Regions from separate parts of the Mus musculus genome. Here region 2 is linked to region 1. Evidence: chromatin contacts called from public promoter capture Hi-C data. All regions are on one chromosome and are shown on one strand. The core of a region is the stretch at or near the end of the contact, and the rest is flanking DNA. Distances in the headings are between cores, read along the strand shown. Region 1 overlaps Kansl1 (KAT8 regulatory NSL complex subunit 1). Region 2 overlaps Cdc27 (cell division cycle 27).

Region 1 (3,737 bases), core at 420-2,919:
ACACTGTCCAAAATACAATAAAAATGAACTCAATTTTTAAAAAGTATTCAAGTAAAAATCTCCCATAGCAACTTAAATGAATCAGGTCAATGCAAGATAGGTAAGATCTTGAATTGGCCACACACATAAAGAGTCTATAATACATTTAAGAGAGTAATATTAAAAAAGAAATTAAAAAAAATTCAGAATTTCTTCTTCATTTTGAGGTAGTCCTAGAAAACAGGCAATTTTGTTGATAAGGGTTTCCTTGAAATATAAGGCTCATACAACCACCCTCAATTTTAAAATTTATGCCTCAACAGTAATTTCTACTCTGAAACACTTGCAAAAGAAGAAAGTATTTTTAATACACATTCAACAAACTCAACATGAATCATAGACCTAGATAAGTTAAAAACATTAATCTCCAAACTTCCTGGAAGAGAACATAAAGCACAAATTTCTCATGACCTTATGCTAGGCAAAACTCTCTCAGGACACAAAAGGCAAAAAGGACAAGGAAAAACAGATGAACTACAGTAAGTATTGCTGCGTAATGAGCATGCATTTTTAGAAATGTGGTTAGGCTATTTTGTCTTTTTTTTTTTTAAAGATTTATTCATTACTATATCTAAGTACACTGTAGCTGTCTTCAGACATATTAGAAGAGGTTGTCAGATGTCATTACGAATGGTTGTGAGCCACCATGTGGTTGCTGGAATTTGAACTCAGGACCTTCAGAAGAGCAGTCAGTGCTCTTAACCCCTGAGCCATCTCTCCAGCCCTGGCTATTTTGTCTTGATCTAAACATCCTACTCTGTACTAGTCTCCTCATAGCTGCTAGCACAGCAGACAGTAGATTAGCAGTGTAAAGGGTGTGCAGAAACTGGGATTCGCATTCACAGTTAATCAGAATGTAAAATGATAGAACAGCTTCAGAATACAGTTTTTAAAAGTTAAACACAACTTACTCTACAATTCATAATTAATTGTACTCCTAGGTACAAGCACAAACAGAAACATGTTCACACTGTATATGAATTGTCATATCAATATTGTTTGTATAGACAAAGGTGGAAATATGTCAAAGCATATCAAAAGATGAACAAACAAAATGTGGCAGAACCACATACTGAAGTACTCTTGGATCAAAAAGTAGCTGGCTGTGGTAGCACATGCCTTAAATCCCAGCATTCAGGAGGCAGGGGCAGGCAGAGTTCTATGATTTACTGGTTTATATAGAGTTCCAGACCAGCCAAGGTCATGCAATGAGACCCTGTCTCAAACTACAAAAAAAACAGTAAATAATTAAGTACTAATATAGTCAATATTATTCATAACTGTTAAAAGAACCATGCCAGATGAAAATAACTAGGCAGCAAAGGATAGTACCATCATTCCATTTGTGTGAAATGTCTAGAAGCAAATCTATTCAGACAGAAAATCAATCATGGCCCAAGGGAAGTGGAGAAAGAACACTGCTTTGCTTACTGGAATATGATGTTTATTTACAAATAGTGAAATCTTCTAGAACATTGTGAATCTTCTAGAACATTGCAATTGTTGCAGAGTTATAAAACTTTGCAAATAAAAATAAACTGTGTGTTAAACATTTATTTGCTAAGGCAGAGGGATTTGTGGATGTGTGTTGAGATCAAAGGGCAATTGTTTGCAGGATTTGGATCTCCTCCACGTAGGTCCTGGGGAATCAAACTCAGGCCATTTAGGCTTAGGAATAAATGCCTTTGCCCACTGAGATACCTCGCTAGCCCCTATTATGCATTTTGAAAGGTGATATGACATGAATTATAGTCACACATCAATTTTAAAAAATAATAACCAGCCTGGCATGGTGGTACATGCCTATAATTCCAGTACCCAAGAGAATGGGCAAAAGAATCCTGAGTTTTAGGCTAAGCTGTCTCCGAGTGAGTGAGTGAAAGAAGAGTGAATGTGACTTGAGAGACAGCAAGGAAAGGTACTTGCCACCACACTTGACAATTTGAGTTCTATCCCTGGAATTCAGAAAGGAGAGGGGGTGGGGTAATGATTTGGACATGAGCAAATAGTTTTGTTTTTTTTTGTTTTTTTTTTTTTTGTTTTTAAAGTCAGTATTTGGCAATGTACAGCCTGGGCTATACTATCTCAAAGAAAACAAAAGAGAGGACAGTGAACTATATATGAATTCTTTTCAATAAGGCCGTTTTTACAAACATGAAGTATTTTTCTCACTTGATCTAAAAGGTGAAATAAATAGGTGAAATACAGTCAGTGTGGTATAGTGCATATCCCTCTAGACCCCCCAGTCCCACCTACATAATCCTTTTTAAATATTTCAACTGCCCAAACACCACAAACACTTAAGTATCACCATGTAAATTCTTTCTCTAATAGGATCTGAACCAGTGTGGGAATGAAAATATGTTCTTGGGGTTGTTGATGGCTCAGTTTGGTTATGAGTACCGCATCTGCTGCTCTTCCAGAAGAACTGATCCAGTCCCAGCACTAAGTAGCGGTTTCATAGGACCCCGTGCTCATTCTGGTCTCTGTGGGCATCACATGTATGTGGTACATATATAACCAGGCAGAACAAAACACCAATACACAAAGATAGTAAAAACAATCAAACCTCAAAATAATGAGGCAGAGAGCATGAATTAAGCACACGGAAGGACAACTTAAGTGGCAAGCCACACAGCATTTTTTTGACACTACTCTAACTTATTAGACAGCTTATTACCTTTGTTGCATAAGAGATGAAGAATGATCCTAGCCTTTAGAGCAACCGTGAAACCTACAATACTCTTCCTTCTGAATTTAAGAGGTTCCCCCCACCCCCGCAGGGGGATGGATGGGTTTATTCCCAGGGCATCACCACGGGCCACGCCCCTTAAAAGTTTTTTTGTTTTGTTCTGTTTTTTTTTTTTTTTTTTTTTTTTCCGAGACAGGGTTTCTCTGTATAGCCCCTGGCTGTCCTGGAAGTCACTCTGTAGACCAGGTTGGCCTTGAACTCAGAAATCTGCCTGCCTCTGCCTCCCAAGTGCTGGGATTAAAGGCCAGCACGCCCGGCTCCCTTAAGAGTTTTAAATAACACAAAAGATATAAATGGTATCCTCTTTTTTTGCCTTTAAAAGATGGTTTTCAAAACGTGCATCAGATTCGTCTAGACGGCTTTGTTATTACAACATGGATGCTTGATTGAGTTCCAAACACCCATATGGCAGTTCACAATTGGGTGTTATCTCTAGTTCCAAGAGCAGGTTGCTATGATCTCTTCTGACTTCTTCAAACACTGTATCCATGTGGTATGCAGACATACAAGCAGGAAAAGCATTCATATACATACAAGAAAGCTTCGGAGTGACACTGGTTGAGCTTTGAGGCTGTTTCGGAGACCACTTATGAGAATAACTGTGAGGTCAGATGGCACATGGTATAGACTAAAATTTGAAATAACTGTTGTTATTTGCACTCTTAACCAGAGTCATCTTTCCAGCTCCATTATTATGGTACTTTGATGATTACTTAAGAGTAAAATGCTCAAATTAGGCTTTACCTATGTTTTTTGTTTTTTTAAAAAAAAGAGGAAGAAAAAGAAAATATAATACTGCCCAAATTAGTATCTAGATCAAAGGTTAGAATTCATTATTGCTCAAAATGTTTAATTTTGTAACTCAGGGATGGTATATGTGTAATATATGTGGCTTTGGGAGAGGAACGAAGAAAGAACAGAAGGAAAATAAAAGACCCAGCAGCAC
Region 2 (3,405 bases), core at 265-2,764, 100 kb after region 1:
CACCCCATGGCCTTTAAAAAATAGGAAACAGTTTCCAAAAATAAAAATCCCCCACATTAATAACATGTGGCTTTTAATTTTTGTTTTTTTTGAGACAAGATCTCTCTATGTAGCCCTGGCTATCTAGGAACTCACTATGTAAGCCAGGCTGGCCTTGAAGTTTGTTTTATTTTTTTTTTAAAGACTTATTTATTATATGTGAGTACACTGAAACTGCTTCAGACACACCAGAAGAGGGTGTCAGATCTCATTACAGATGGTTGTGAGCCACCAAGTGGTTGCTGGGATTTGAACTCAGGACCTCTAGAAGGGTCAATGCTCTTAACTGCTGAGCCATCTCTTCAGACTGTTTTTGTTTTTTTTTTAAAGAGACATAATACAGTGTGGAAGAAACTGATATAAATCTCACCTTGTATTTTTCATTTGCAAATAAAACCGAGGCTCTGTGAAATTTGCATAGAGGGTTCTTGGGATCGATAACAATGGCTTTGTTTAGGGTATCCAAAGCCTTCTCAGACTTCTTTAGTGCATGCTGAACCTGTAAGAAATAAAGACTCGTCTTGATATTAATGAAGAAAGCCGATAATTTAAACCTGTGGCGAAGAATTGGCTTTGGCTCCCAGCAGGTCGCTCTTGTAGCCACCTGTCAGAGCCCTCTGGATTCTCAAATGAAAGACACAGTTCATTTGATATGCCTTGACTAGCCAGCTCAAGGGTTAGTCAATGGCTTGAAGCTTAATGGCTAGAAGCTCAATGGCACTTCTAAATTTCCCTGAGGCTAGCAAACGCCGCCCTCCGGTATTCCCGAGTTAATATCTTTTAAAATCTATATTTCACCTCTGCTACCTCAGACCCACCTGGGGAAGTGACCTCTAGGGCCACTTTCCTGGATTCTTGCACGTCGGCAGGCCCTTAAGTTTCATTTTTCTCCTGCCCTGTGATTCTCTCCTCTCTTTCTCCCAGCCCCTTGCCTGTGGAATCTAAAAGTCCTGCCTCTGTCTTCCAGCCCAGCCATTGGATGTATGGCAATTCTTTATTATCAACTGAAGCCAGCAGGGGGCAGTGACTCTCAGGGCTGGAAGCACAGCTTTTTGGGAGCCAAAATAAGACAAGCATTAGAATCTATCTCACTTTTTCTGTCCAAATTAAAAAACAAACCCAAAAACCTCTTCTCTTAGATATAAATTGAACATAACCATAACAATTGTATAGATAACAAACTATAATATATAATTAACATCCAGTCCATTATAATTGTCAAATAAAGCACTCTATCATCTGTCCTAACTTAAAGAGCTTACAAGTCTATATCTAAGTTTTGAAGATAAAACTTTTAGCAATCAGGCTGTGTAATCTAACTGGATTGTCTACAGGGGTTTAAGTGTCCTAAGTAATTCATTACTACCTGTGTTGTTTAGAACAAGAACGATTCATGTTTGAGTACTGGTAGGGCTGTTTGGATAGGATTGGGAGACCTGGTCTTGTTGGAGGGGGTGTCACTGAGGGCAGGCTTAGAGGTTTCAAAAGACCAGTCCATCCCAGTTTCTTTTGTTCCTTTGCTCCACCACCCTGAACTTTAATCCCCTGAAACTGTAGCCAAATTAAACACTTTCCAAGTTGCCTTGGTCTTGGTATTTTATCACAGCAACAGAAAGATTAGACACAAAGTGATTAACATATTATCTGTAATTTTTTCTAAGTCTAGCAAGTGCTCCATTTCAAAGAGCACTGAGGGCCAGAAAAACTCATCTGTGGGTGAAGACCTTAATCATAGTTCAATTCCCAGAACCCATGCACCCATGTAAGGTAGAACAAGAACCAATGTGACTGTCCCCTGACTCTCCCCCCAAAAAATAATTTTTTAAAAAAGCATCCTGTGCCGGGCGGTGGTGGCGCACGCCTTTAATCCCAGCACTTGGAAGGCAGAGGCAGGCGGATCTCTGAGTTCGAGGCCAGCCTGGTCTACAGAGTGAGTTCCAGGACAGCCAGAGCTATACAGAGAAACCCTGTCTCGAAAAACCATCCTGAACTCCAGAGATGTTAAATAATTTCTTACAGGATTAAAACCTAGGTCCTCAGACTTCTAACCCACCAGTGGAAGCCGAGGATGATACTCATGATTCAATATTTTAAAAAAGATTGATTCTGAATTACTTGTGTGTGTGTGTGTGTGTGTGTGTGTGTGTGTGTGTGTGTGTGTGTGTGTGTGTGTGTGTGTGTGTGTGTGTGTGTGTGGAGCTGGAATTACAGGCGGTTGTGAGCTGCCTGAAGTAGATGCTAGGTACCAAACTTGGGTCCTCTGCTTAACCACTGAGCCACTTCTCCAGCCCCATGATTTGATCTTTACAGCAGATAATTACCATGAAGTCTAAAAGTAAAACTTGGTTTTACCCTTCACAAGAAAAGCAGATAACACACTTTTAAAGGATTATTATGACCCTCTAAATATTAACCTGTGTTCAAAGAACTTGTTCATGAATCCCGTGTCACTCAATTACACCTTACAGCCTGGAGTATGTAAAACTGTCTCAAAACAAAACAAAACCCAAAATGAGTCACTGGAAAGACGGTCAATGCTTTTGTCTAAGTGCAGCTTGTTTGGTCCCAGCACTCATGTCAGGTGGCTCACAACTGTCTATAACTCCAGCTTCAGGAGACCTGATGCCTTTGGCTTCTCTGGGCATCAGTTAAGTAACGAAACAAAACATCATCTGAGACACACACACACACACACACCAAAACAAAACAAAAAACAAATAGAAAGAGTATACAAACACAGGGACTTCCCCCAGCTCCTCCTCTCTGGATCTGGAGCCTCACAGTAGCTCCGAGCTGGCCTTAAACTTGCTTTGTTTGATGAGAATGACCTTCAGTGTGAGTCACCTGCTCCTCCTCCTCCCTCTAAGAAGTGTTAGGCTGTAGGTGGGAGGGTGCTCAGTTTTAAGACTAAATCTATGGCTCCTGAGCCCCATGAGGCAGAGGCAGATTTCCCCACGATAAGTCGAAGGCTCTGGCTAAGCTGCAAAGACTCTTGAGACCCTGCTTCAGTAACAAGACAGTTGACTCTCCAAGGCAGCAACCATTAAGTCACCTAAACTCTTAATAGGGAGGTAACAGCAATGTTTACAAAATTACTTACTACTCCAATGTGGCAAAGTAAAACTGAACTCTGAGGGTTGATATCAAGTGCTTTCTGGAAATGCATTTCTGCGAGGCTGAACTTCTCTTGCTTGTAATAAATCATTCCTAAACCATACCTGAAATTATAAGAAAGTATGATTTTAAGGACACAAGTTTTGGCTTCATATAATAAGACAGTTTGGGTATCTGGCATTTCAATACACAATGGGAAAAAATAATGGACAAAAAATATTAGTTATAATAATAATCAATGAAACATTTTAG

Evidence for each region. Capture Hi-C pulls out chosen DNA fragments and counts their contacts.
Region 2: a promoter capture Hi-C map of liver shows a contact between it and region 1. The contact joins two enhancer-like sites. A contact is called at or near these places in 4 of 9 other capture datasets (adipose tissue, embryonic stem cells, liver and 1 more).

What each region holds. Positions count from the first base shown.
Region 1 is chr11:104,405,967-104,409,703 of GRCm38.p6, forward strand. The region is part of intron 2 of Kansl1 (KAT8 regulatory NSL complex subunit 1); the gene reads right to left. Among named protein-coding and RNA genes, the nearest start is that of Kansl1, 34 kb to the right of the region's middle. Within about 2 kb of position 1,670, at least 4 of the 459 cell types and tissues checked have an H3K27ac peak or open chromatin away from gene starts, as enhancers often do. A contact at or near this core is called in liver, where this site is marked.
Region 2 is chr11:104,509,762-104,513,166 of GRCm38.p6, forward strand. It overlaps Cdc27 (cell division cycle 27), which reads right to left. Exons shown (of 19, transcript NM_145436.2): 15 at 3,140-3,257; 16 at 410-538. Among named protein-coding and RNA genes, the nearest start is that of Cdc27, 39 kb to the right of the region's middle. Within about 2 kb of position 1,515, at least 8 of the 459 cell types and tissues checked have an H3K27ac peak or open chromatin away from gene starts, as enhancers often do. A contact at or near this core is called in liver, where this site is marked.